Linked DNA regions of Mus musculus: region 1 is linked to region 2. The links are chromatin contacts, called in public Hi-C maps. All regions are on one chromosome and are shown on one strand. The core of a region is the stretch at or near the end of the contact, and the rest is flanking DNA. Distances in the headings are between cores, read along the strand shown.

Evidence for each region. Hi-C and Micro-C count contacts between places; a contact is called where the count stands out from the background.
Region 1: a contact with region 2 is called in a Hi-C map of uterus, with 1.9 times the contacts expected there. The contact joins two enhancer-like sites. A contact is called at or near these places in 7 of 484 Hi-C or Micro-C datasets (cortical neurons, nephron progenitors and uterus), 1 of 115 datasets of contacts at active chromatin or transcription factors (differentiating embryonic stem cells) and 1 of 9 other capture datasets (adipose tissue).

What each region holds. Positions count from the first base shown.
Region 1 is chr4:86,531,096-86,536,936 of GRCm38.p6, forward strand. The region is part of intron 1 of Saxo1 (stabilizer of axonemal microtubules 1); the gene reads right to left. Among named protein-coding and RNA genes, the nearest start is that of Saxo1, 24 kb to the right of the region's middle. Within about 2 kb of position 3,201, at least 7 of the 459 cell types and tissues checked have an H3K27ac peak or open chromatin away from gene starts, as enhancers often do. A contact at or near this core is called in uterus, where this site is marked.
Region 2 is chr4:86,228,381-86,234,827 of GRCm38.p6, forward strand. Adamtsl1 (ADAMTS-like 1) reads left to right here. Exons shown (of 29, transcript NM_001368621.1): 9 at 4,173-4,311. Among named protein-coding and RNA genes, the nearest start is that of Adamtsl1, 180 kb to the left of the region's middle. Within about 2 kb of position 2,626, at least 2 of the 459 cell types and tissues checked have an H3K27ac peak or open chromatin away from gene starts, as enhancers often do. A contact at or near this core is called in uterus, where this site is marked.

The DNA of each region.
Region 1 (5,841 bases), core at 1,951-4,450, 300 kb after region 2:
AAGTCCTCTAACATAGAGACAGTAATGCAGTCTGCACTGATGTTTATAAAGTGCCCTGTGATATTTTTTTAGGTTATTGATGTTATCTGAATCCTAAAGTCACCCAATAGCCATGGTTATTAATATAGATTTATCATACAGAACTTCAAAATATACATTTTTATAGAGATGGCCAATTCTAATTCCAGAACATGAGCTTCAGGAAAATGTACTTTTTTAGGTATTCGGTGTACATGTGCTCTTTGAATGTTTTAGTACTTTTGAACTTTGTTAAAAATAAATAACCCCTAAGCAGAATGGCAACTTCACTTCAGCCCACACTGGTGTAAAGTGTCTATCTGAAAAGCACCACTGGGAGGCTCTGAGCACGTGGGTGGTGTGCAGCTTTCTGCAGAGCTGGGGAATACAATAAACTCTTTACATCCCTCAATGCTACCTCTACTTCATGGCTGAAGAGGCTGTTGAAAGATAGGACAGATGGGAGACGGGAGATGGTTTGTTTGTGTTCCACATAGGAAAGTTTCTTTACCCATCTTACCTGACTTCAGCTTCAAACAGACATTCAGATGGGCTGTTGCTGTAGATGGTCTCCTGGTCACACTCTACTCCTAATTTGAACTTCTGGAGATCGTCAACAAGAGACTACTAGTTGGAAAGTGGTCTGAAGTCTATGGAATGATAATTGGAATTGAACGTAATATACGAGTTCTTTCTAAAGCACCATTACCATTAAAATATCAATAACTCAGTAGTAGGATGCATCATACAATTCATATATATATACATATACACACACACACACATATATATATATATATATATGAGAGAGAGAGAGAGAGAGAGAACCAGGGATAGTGTTCTACCTTCCTGTAAGGCTTCCATTAACTTGTATGCACACTAGGAGAATTAAACTAAAATATGTTATCTGCTGGCTGTTGGGGAGAATATCTATGTCATTCCTAGTTTCCAGGAATATCAGATGAATGTGATATACATGTGTCTTTTCCATCGTCTCCCTGCATGCGTGTCTGTCCTTTAATCCACATCTCACCTTTTTGACAAGAATATTAGTCCTAGTATACAGGACCATTCTGATGACCTCATACTACCTCGATGACCTCCGTAAAAACCCTTCTCCAAATAGGGTCACATTTTGAAGTCAATACACAAACCAACCCTAAAACACAAGAAGTATGCAGCTTTGCTGCCCTAATTAACCACTATTTCACAAGTCTTATTCCCCTACCCCCATGTGGCCATACCTTCTAAGGTGAAGAGCCAAGGGCTTCTCCAAGTAAGACATGAGGAAATGGGTAGACCACAAGCAGCAAGGATGAAGGAAATGACAGCCATCTCAAATGGGAACTATTCTGGTGAGTTGGCGAGTTAAGATTTCATTTTAAATTGTCCCTTACACTTGTGTGTGATTCCACAAATGACCACAGCCACAGCTACTGTGTGGGCTGCCCTATTAGGGACTGCTGAGGCTTGAGCAGCCCCAGCCTCTACCTTGATGTTCAGTATAGTGGCTCAATCCCCTTGTATCATAAAGGAATGAACAGACATGTGCCCTTTAATCACCAGAGTGAAAGGCATCCCAGCCAGAGCCAAGATGTAGATAGAAGTGAGGCATGGTATCCCATGCAACTGCAGAGCAAGGGCTGGCAAGATGATCAGTGAGCAGGAGCACGTGCTGTACAGCCATAAGAACCCAAGTTGGAATCTTCAGCACCCACGTAAAAAGCCAAGTGTGGCCATGAATGCATCTGTAACTCCAGCCTTGGGAAGGCTGGAGGCAGGAGGATTGGTAAAGCCTTCTGGCCACCAGCCTAGCTCCAGGTTCAGTAAGAGACCTTGTCTCAAGCAGATAAAGTAGAGAACAATAGTACAGGACATCTGAAGTCCTTCTCCAGCATCCTCCTGTGCACACTCATATGCTTGCACTCACACGTGCATCATATACACAAAAAGAAAGAAAATAAACACTGTGGCTTCCATTCCAGCGCAGGATGACACCACAGGGGGGAAAAAAAACAGACATTGCCATGGGGAGAATTTCAACTGAAAATAACGTAAAACATTAAGAAGGCAAGGAAGACACCTACTAAGCACTTCACATGAAGTTAGGAATTGTATTAGCTACTGTACTCATCAATATTTGAAGTCATTTCCATTTAGCTTATCCCCAACTTATAGAAGATGAAACTAAAGCTTGGGAAATTCCAGGCTAAAAAAAAAAAAAAAAAAAAAAAAAAGTCCAGGATCCTCAACTCATCAGGAAAACTAAAGGTATTAGTGACACAGAACACAAGGACACTGAATCAAGAGTTGAAGAAGAAAAGCAAGCCTGTGCAATAGGTAAAACCTATCTTCTGAATATTACTGATCCTAATTTAAATGCAAAAGTATGGATAGTCCAGAAGGCAGAAATCAGAGGAATCATATTTCAAAAATATCAAGTATGCGCAGATTCTTGGCAACAAAATAAAACACATTACTGTGGCCAAAGAAGAAACATTCCAAATGGGCTATAATGGATCGTATTTGAAGCTATGCACGGGAGGGTGTGTTTGCGTATGTGTGTTTTCGCATGCACATTTTCCCCTGGAGCCATTAAAACCTCAGGAAAAAATTATGACAGCAATGTGCCATGTATGTAAAAGATGGATGGGTTAAAGTTACTGTTTTCTTAGGACCTGCCTGGCATTTGACAGCCACACACCAGTGCACTCTCTGGAAAGATTTAGGGCCTGTGCTGTAAAATTATTTATTAGTTGTTATTTATGCTACGTGCTCCTTGGCAGACCACCCAATGCTGTAGCAATAAAGGGAGTCACACTGCATCTCTCCAAAACAATCAAAAAACCAAGGAGTCCACCTTTGGGTACCACTATTGAAGGATGTGGCTTTCCGGCAGGAAAGGATGTTATGTTTTTTGACTGTTCTAAGGACCCAGGGAAATGGAAATGACCAAGCCCGGCAGGAGACTTCTCTGTTCAGAGTAAGCATGCCTCCTTTAGGGGCTTCAGTTCTGCCATCCGTAAAAGGAAAGACTGCTACAACAGTCTCTCAGTCCTTTCCCCTCTGAATCCTGGGTTTTAAAAAAGACTGGAACCTGTTAGCAGCCCCACACTAACCCCAGGATGTGATCGGAGGCTGACCTCAGTGCCTGGGGGCCTCAGGCTCTGACAGCCTGCCAGCACCTCCTCGCTCTGCCTCCCAGTTTGGCTTGTTAGGGAGTTAACAAGGCATGTTTGAACATTCCTGAAGGCCTCAACAGAAAAGCTCATCGTGCGGTGCTTAATATCATTAGATATGTCAAAGCTGTGGTCCACCAGGACATCCAAGAGCAGATCAAGTTCTCTTCTTAAAATGTCAAACATAACTACAGAATGCCATGTTGCTCCTACTAATGTTTTTTTTAATATTTATGTGTTTTATTTAAATAAATATGTGATTGGTTAATGAAGTAAATACCTCCCTCCCAATGTCCCACCTTCAGACATTGTTTCTGAATGATTTCTTTAAATGATCTTATGAACCCTAACACAAATATCTTCTTCAGTACATAGAGCTATCCCACAGTCCTCTCCCCACTTACAGTGACCAACAGCCCACCCCACCCCACCCCTGGCTGAAGGCAGCATCAACCAAAGTCTCACTTGTGGAATTCTTTACTTGGGAAGCTAAGTACTGGCCTTATTTTTCTAAGGATAAAATGGACCAGTTACCTAACTCACCAAGCACTTAGGCTGACCTTCCAGTTAGGACATTTGATTCCAAGTTCCACTTCCACCCATGTGGTGGCGTGAGTAAGGTTAGTCGCCATAGACTCACATATCTGAATGTGTAGAGTAGCAGTAGGAAGTGTGGCCTTGTTGGAGTAGGTATGGCCTTTTTGGAGGAAGCCTGTCACTGGGGGGTGGGCTTTAAGATTTCAAATGCTCAAGCCAGACCCAGTATCACTCTCTTCCTGCTGCTTGCTGATTCAGATATAGAACTCTCTGCTCCTTTTCCAGCACCATGTCTTGCCTGTACACTGTCTTGCTTCCTACCATGATGATAATGAACAAAACCTCTGGAGCAATAAGTAAGCCCCATCGAAATATTTTCCTTTATAAGAGTTTGTAGTGGTCATGGTGTGTCTTCATAGCTATAAAAACCCTAGCTAAGACACTCACTAATACAGGCTAATGTTAAAGAGTACCAAGGGACTTGCTATCATTCCTTTTCTTAAGTCTTAACCTGATCGCAGCCCAGTCCCTTCCAGGGACCAAGTCCTACACTAGGCACACAGAGCTCATAGTGCTTTCAACGCATTCTCAAATATTTCACATATAGAAATGTCTGTATAGGGCCTGAGAAGGCTCAGTGGATAAAGCACATGCAAGCACGAAGACTGGAGTTTAGGTTCCCAGACCTCATGTAAAAGCCCCACAGAGATGACGGCCATCTGTAATCCTAGCACTGGGGAGCCAAAGAAGGCATCCCAAGGCAAGCTAGCTAGACTGACAGGAAATTATAAGCCTCAGGTTCACTGAGACTCTGTAGAAAGCTACCAGAAAGACAACTGACATCAATTTTGGGCCTCTACATACAGACACACACACACACACACACACACACACGTACATGCATCCTCCTCCCCACCCCACACACACCATGTATACCCAATACTGCATATTCATATTAAATACCTGATGAGTTTAGAGTAAGAACTCATTTGCTCTGGCAACAAGAACAATACTTAAAGTAAAATGAAATTTTAGACACACAGAGCAAAAAGGCATTCCTTCTCTATGTTGGAGGGAAAACTACAGCATAACAGTTTGTTACCAAAGATCACAAAATTTTCTATAAATAGATAAATAGATAGATAAGTAAATTAATTAATTAATTAAAAAAACAAGGGCTTTGGCATCCAAAAGAATATTTTAAAGGGGCATGCAAACAAGAAAACAATGAAATTTTTTTCAAACATTTTACTCTGTAAATTTCTAAATATAGAAATAATGGTGTGATTAATCTGTAGCTATGTCTCATCCATTCCTCACAGTTACTCAAATGTTATCACATGTCTAGATTCTTTTCTCTTTCTTGAAAACTTTTAAAGTAAATCCCAGAAATTATGCAGTGCACTTCCATATGAATCTCAAGAGAAAGCATTTGATGAGGGGTTTTCTGGGTTTTTTTTTCTTTCTTTCTTTTGGTTTTCCAAGACAGGGTTTGCCTGTGTAGCCCTGGCTGTCCTGGAATTTGCTCACAGGCTGGCCCCACAGATTCACCTACCTCTGCCTCCTGAGTGCTGGGATAAAAGGCGTGCACCATCACCACCCAGCTTGATTAGACCAGACCAATTTTTCATTGACTAAAAACATCTCAGTTAGAAGCATATTTTTGTGACAGGATAAAGGGCACATATGAAAACACCATGCAGGCTTCAGACTTGGCAATGAAAGGCTGAAGACCGCCCTTCAGTCGGAGAGAAGTCTAGAGCCCACGTCAGCACCAGTAGCCGACATAAGACTGAAAGCTCAAGCCAGACATTTTAGGTAATAAAAAACATAAAACCATGCCATGAGAAAGGAGGACATGAAACTAACTATCTCTGATCACAGCTACTGCCTGTATATGAGATGATAAAACATTGTTTAACCTTTGGTGCTAACAATTTTACTGAAGTATCAAAGTATGAAACACAAAACTCAGCAGAACTTATGTACACTCGCAATGAACATCTAAAAAAAATTAAGTATTTTAGTTATAGAAAAATGAAATATTTTGGAATAAGCTTAACCAGGGAAGTGAAATACATATACTAAACACTGTAAAACATCACTG
Region 2 (6,447 bases), core at 1,376-3,875:
CTTGCCAGGCTCGACCCATTAGAGAAAGTTTTATTACCAGAAAAAAAAAATCACTCCATTGTTGACTTAAGCTAGGTTATATTTTGCCTGTACCCATCACTGCACACTGAAAGACATGCATTCAGTCCATATATCCTTTGTGGTGTGTCTCTCCTGAAAAGTCACAGAGAGAATTCCTGTCCCTACACTGTCACATCCATGTCACACCCAGCGTCTTGTGTTACTAGAAAAGGTTTCTTCCTATTTCCTGATTTTTGTAATTATAGAGGATGTATGTCATATTTCTTTGACATTTTTTAGTCATTTCCTTGTAGTAGATCACTTGGTTCTTTTAAATGTTGTACCATTATAATATAATAAGTAACATAATGCCTAAATGATTTTATCATTCACAAATTCCCCTGGGATGAATACTCAATGATATGGTTACTAGATAAAGGAGTTTGAGAAGTTTTATGGATGCATTTATTACCAAAATCTTTCCAGAAAATTAATTGTGTGAATATGTTAGATTGTCAACATTTGTGAGTTATCTTTTGTTTTCCATTTTAATTGGTCTAAAATTACATATATATGCCTTTGAAAATTGGTATCTCTGATTAATTCTTTCTCTATACTTTTGTGGCAGCTGGTTGACTGACTAATTTTAAATAGTTCACCCATATTGGAATTATTTACAATAGTTAAAATCATAAATTGGGGCAAATGATTGTCTATCACTTTTTTAAAACATAAGGATATATGACATAATTTGCTGGGCAGTGATGGCGCACGCCTTTAATCCCAGCACTTGGAAGGCAGAGGTAGGTAGATTTCGGAGTTCGAGGCCAGCCTGGTCTACAGAGTGAGGAGCAAGTTCCAGGACAGCCAGGACTATATAAAGAAACTCTGTCTCAAAAAAACAAATATGTATGTATATATACATATATATACATATACATATATATGTACATATATATGACATAATTAATATATTTAGCTTTTTATCTTTATCGTTATCATATGAACAAAACACTAATTGTGCTTCTAAAAGCAGTATTGGATTTTGTCTTAGGATTTCTATTGCTGTGATAAAAACACCATGACTAAAAAGCATCTTGAGGAGGAAAGAGTTTATTTGGTTTATACATTCTGATTATACTGCATCATAAAGAGAAGTTAGGGCAGGAACCTGAAGGTAGAAACTGAAGCAAAGATGGTGTAGAAACATTGTTCCCCATGACTTGTTCAGCCTGCTTTCTTATACCATCCAGAACAACTTGTCCAGGGTGGTACTACCCACAGTGCACTGGGCCCTCTTATATCCATCATTAATCAAGTGTACCAAAAAATTGTCCACAAGAAATCAGATGGGTGTGTTTTCTTAGTTGAGGTCTGTCTTCTTAACTGACCCTAACTTATGTCAAGTTGATATTCAACCTAATCCACACAGATTTTTAACTTAAAAATAATGAGTCAAATGCCATCAAGATTGTTTGCATTTCCATACACTAGTATTTCTATAGTGGATCTAGCTGACCTTGAATAAAATTTCCTTTTTTAAAAATAAACTGCCAGGCTGAAGAAATGGCTCAGCAGTCAAGAGATTGTGATAAAAGCAAGAAAACCAGAGTTCAGAGTAAAGATGACTGGAATCTAGTTAAATACTGTGTAGATGTGGCAGAGTCAGGGGAATTCCTAGAGCAGACTGGCTATCTAGGCTGACAAATCACCAAGCTCTGGAGTTGATTGACACCTTGAGAAGGATGTGATACAGGAGCAATTGAGGATGGTTCTAGGTATCAATATGGAGCCTCCACATGCAAGTATACACACACACAGACACACACACACAGACACACACACACAGACACACACACACACACACACACACACACACACCACAAGAAAGGGAGAGAGGAAAGGAAGGAGGAAGAGAGAGAGAGGGAGAAAGAGAGAGAGAGAGAGAGAGAGAGAGAGAGAGAGAGAGAGAGAGAGAGAGAGCTGGGGAAAAGGAAAGAAAGCTCCCAATTATAATATTGTTTTATGAGAATAAATTTCTATAGATTCATGAGTCATGCAGAAAACAAAACAAACTTCAATGAAAGGTCATCTAATGTAATATTTTTTTCTTTTTAAAATGTAAACCATACCTTTCATAAAACAGCAATTCAACTGCATGTACCCTATTATCCTTTTCACACAGAATTGCTATGACAGTATAATTTCAGTAACCTTGACAATGACTTACTATTTAAATAAAGCAATTAGTGTTTCATTCTATTTCGTACCACACTGGGCCTTATTTTTCTCACATGTAAGAGTACAGCTATCCGTGGTTTTCCAGTGTCAAGCCTCTGTTCATAGGAAGTCTTCGCAGGAAGCCTGAGTATAAGCAAAAGTCCCCTTGTTGTGTGTAAGGGGTGTAGGGTCTTTCTTTCACTCCATGGACCACTCTTATGATCTCTGAGAAATAAGCTGTCACACACACACACGCACACACACACACACACACACACACACACACACACGTGTGTGTGTGTGTGTGTGTGTGTGTGTGTACTTCAAGTGGCTGGCCACTTCACCATGTGTAGAGAATGTTCTACAAGAACTCCCAGGCGAGCCTCGGAGGACACTGTCATTTGACCACACTGGTCCATTGCTTCACTCCATGACTTTACTTCCTAGTGTGTGAGAGCATCAAAGCAGAGGGCTTGCGTTCGGGAATGATGATTTCCAAGCACCATACCCTCAGCCTAAGAATTTATTATTTCTTCCCACATTTTACTACCGGATGAATTCTGTCCTTACAGAGAAACTATTCTCTGCAAAACTCCAAAGTGTTTGTCTTCTAAAACTGCCGCTTTGGAGGATGATGGAGACAAGAAGTAAAAGTGTGTTGACTTCTCTGAAATGTCATTTTGCTACTTAGCTGTTCTATAAAGCCAAACGTTAGCTGGATGTGCGTTCCTGCCCACTGCTTTTGCTTCTCTTTTTGCTTCTCTTTTTGCTTTCATCTTCCCAGTAGAATTTTTAAAGGTCTTTTTTTAGGTCTTTAATGAACAATTAACTTTTTGTGGGTGGTCTGAGAACATAGCCTCAAGCCAGGAAATCTGGCTTCAAAAGCCTCCTTCTGACTTCCTAAAACCTCTGCAAGTCTCCCAATGATTTCAATCTTGTTTCCGAATACATATTTAGTAATAACTCATCTACCTGCCAGGAAATTTGGGGGGTTGGGGAGGGTTTGGAATAAAAGGCTACAGACCTTTAAAATCCTTGCTATATACTTATTTTCACTCCAAGAGTATAAGTCTTCATCTCTACTTTCTGTAACATCTCAAAACAGGTGAGAAAGATCAAACACGTTAGGAGTAAAATTAAATATCACTCGGCAACTTTTTGGAAAGAGATTTATCAAAACAATGGAAAAGGAAGCCTACAAAGTATGAGCCAGATACTTAATCTGAGGAGGAATGACAAAGTATTTTGGAAAAAGTAAAGTTAAATACTAGGAAGGAGGGCTTGGGAGGACCTTTCGGGTTTTTTTATTTGCATTTTTTGGTATGTTTGGTTTTATCGTTTTAATTCTGTAAGGAATTAAGATTCAGGATAGCTATTATGGGGACTTTAACAGTCTGTTTACTTAGATCAATTCATTCAGGTTGAATTTAAGCAGCCTAGTAGAACCTGACTCAGGTGGGACCTGATTCATAAGTCTCCATTGTTCAAAGAGGGGAAATTGAGATTTATTTTTATTTCATTTATTCACTTATTACTTACTTTATTAATGAGTTTTGAGTTGATTCTTCCTGGCAGCCCCAGAGACAAAGAGGCAATTTAGCATCCTTTTATAATAAGCTTGGTTAAAAACAAATACTAATAGTGTCTTTCCATTATTTTTGTAATTATATTAAATAAACAAATATTTCTTGCCACAGAGTTTTATAATCTGACTATGTTCTTGTATAACCCATCCCTGTAATATAATTGAAATAATTAAAATGAGCAGATTACTTGAGAAAAATGTAGAATTTGAGTCCTATAACATTAGTGGCCCTTCCAATTATATATTTGCTTTTTCTTCGAAATAACTTAGACGTTGGGAATAATATCCTTAACTTAGCCCAGAGTCATGCAGAAGTCCATTGTGCTGACACACGCTTTAAGCAACCTGGCTGTGCTGATGTTTACAGGCTACCAGCTGACGTCTGCCGAGTGCTATGATCTACGGAGTAACCGTGTGGTGGCCGACCAGTACTGTCACTACTACCCCGAGAACGTCAAGCCCAAACCCAAGCTTCAGGAGTGCAACTTGGATCCTTGTCCAGCCAGGTCAGTCCAGTTTACCTGTTTGTGTATGATAAATCAGGTTCCCAGTTAGCTTCTTAGATGAAAGTGGATATTTAACTTAAAAATAAAGGACATTGCCCTGTCCAGCGTCCCCACCATTAGTGGCACCCATGCTCCTGGCTCCTGCTGTCTTGTGACGAGACCTTAGGGTCTGTGGATTTTCTTTCTGTAAATGTTCTTCAACGAGAAGTCCTCTCTTTCTCCTTTGATTGTCTTCACATCCTGACATCTTGTTTCTCCCCCTTGATAAAGCCCAGTGAACGAACATCTTGGTGTCTCAGCCAGTGCGATACCTTACTGTCTCACAATGCTTCCCGTTCTTTTCCCTGTCTCTGATCAGGGATGCAATCACAGAAGAATGCATGTCAGGACCATAATCAATCCATTCTTGCATAATCAATTCACACAATTAATTAGGGTCAGAGCCAGCCGCAAAACAGTTTTTGCTATCTTTGAAAGAACACTTAGCCTTTGCTCCATAGGAGCTAGGGCTGATTGCCAAGTCAAGTTTTCTTGAGGATCTTTGTAATTAAAAGCTCTAAAGAAGTAAACCTTTAACACCTTCACACACTAGTGTTTGTTTTAGAGAAGCCATAATTGGGCCCCAGTTCTTTTCAGGCTCAGGAAGCAGGCAGACTGATGAAGTGCCCACATGTGAGTAACTGTTGATGTGCAGGTGGGGAATCTGCCTGAGGAGGGCGGTGCCTTCGCTTGGGGCTTCAAACACTGCTGAGTGATTCTTGGCAGTTGTACTTTTACACACCCACAACTTCCTAGAGAGCATCCAGGAAAACCTTCCTCCACAAAAGCAATCACCAGTTCACAAATAGCAATGGCCAAAACATCCTTTCTTATTAGCGATTTCTATGTCATATTTTCAGTCAAGTCTTGCTAAGTATGTGTACATGAAAGAAAAGTTCTGAAGAACTAGGCTGCTACATGGGTGGAGTAGGTGGAGAATGGTCTCTCGTACATTGTGAGAGATGCAACTTTTGTATTCCATTGCTAACTTATGTATGCTTATGTACTTAAGAGTTAAGAGTATGCTTATGCTCTTTCTACCATGAGTTCTAAATTATATATGTGATTTGAACTTACTATTAATAATTAATGTTTAGAAACCATAGACATAAATGTAAACTCATTGAAGGAGCATAAAGAATAGATACTTTATAGCTTGACATTCTAGTTTAATTTAGCTTTGTGTTTACATCAGGGTATTGGATAGTAAATGTTAGGTGTAATATAAAAGTAAATAAGGTATTAAATGTTTGCTTTGTTTGCTTTAGAAATATTGAGCAGTTGAAATATTTTTAACTATTAGTGAACCTTATTTTGGAAATGATTCGATGTATACATTTTTATCCATCTCTATAACAGGAAAGAACAGATTTATCCCAATTCAGATGAGCGTTCATTATTCCCAGCTCAGTCACAGAGAGACTAAAAGCTTCACCTAGTCGTGTGAAATTTTATATGTTCATTTCTAGGAGAGATAGATTCATTTCCCCACAGTTCCATTGAGCTTTTCCTTGCTTGGGAAAACATGCCTTCAGTGAAGAGATAGCTATGAAAGAGGGCTTGAAATGAAAGCACTGTTGTTAACAATTGGAAGAAAATGTTTGTAATGAGAAGAATTTATCCTTTGTTTCCAGTCTCTGATCTTTACCCACTCTTCTCTGTGGGAGTAACATTTTTGGCCCATTTCTTATTGTCCAAAAGCAAAAAAAAAAAAAAAAAGCTACATTGAAAGGCTGCCTGTTCAGTCTATATTCTGTGTCATTTTAAAATATCTAATATAGCACAGGCATACATGTTGGGGACAGGTGGCTATCAAAAAAGAAGAAAGAAAAGGGAAAAAGAAGATGGAAGCTCATATCAGAAGCTACTTCTTATTGAAGACAGAATGAGACAAAGCTGTAAACATTAGGACTTAGCAATAGGAGATACTTAAGGAAAGTGGCTTATGGGGTGTGGGTCTACAGCCCAGCTTTAAGTGCTCCTGTGGAGTTCGTGGAGCTATTTTGTGTGCAGCTCTTCTGAATTCCAAGAGAAAATGAGAAAGAGTGGGCTCAAAGCAGACGGGAGAGACTTTCTAAGATGGGTCTTTCTCACGGA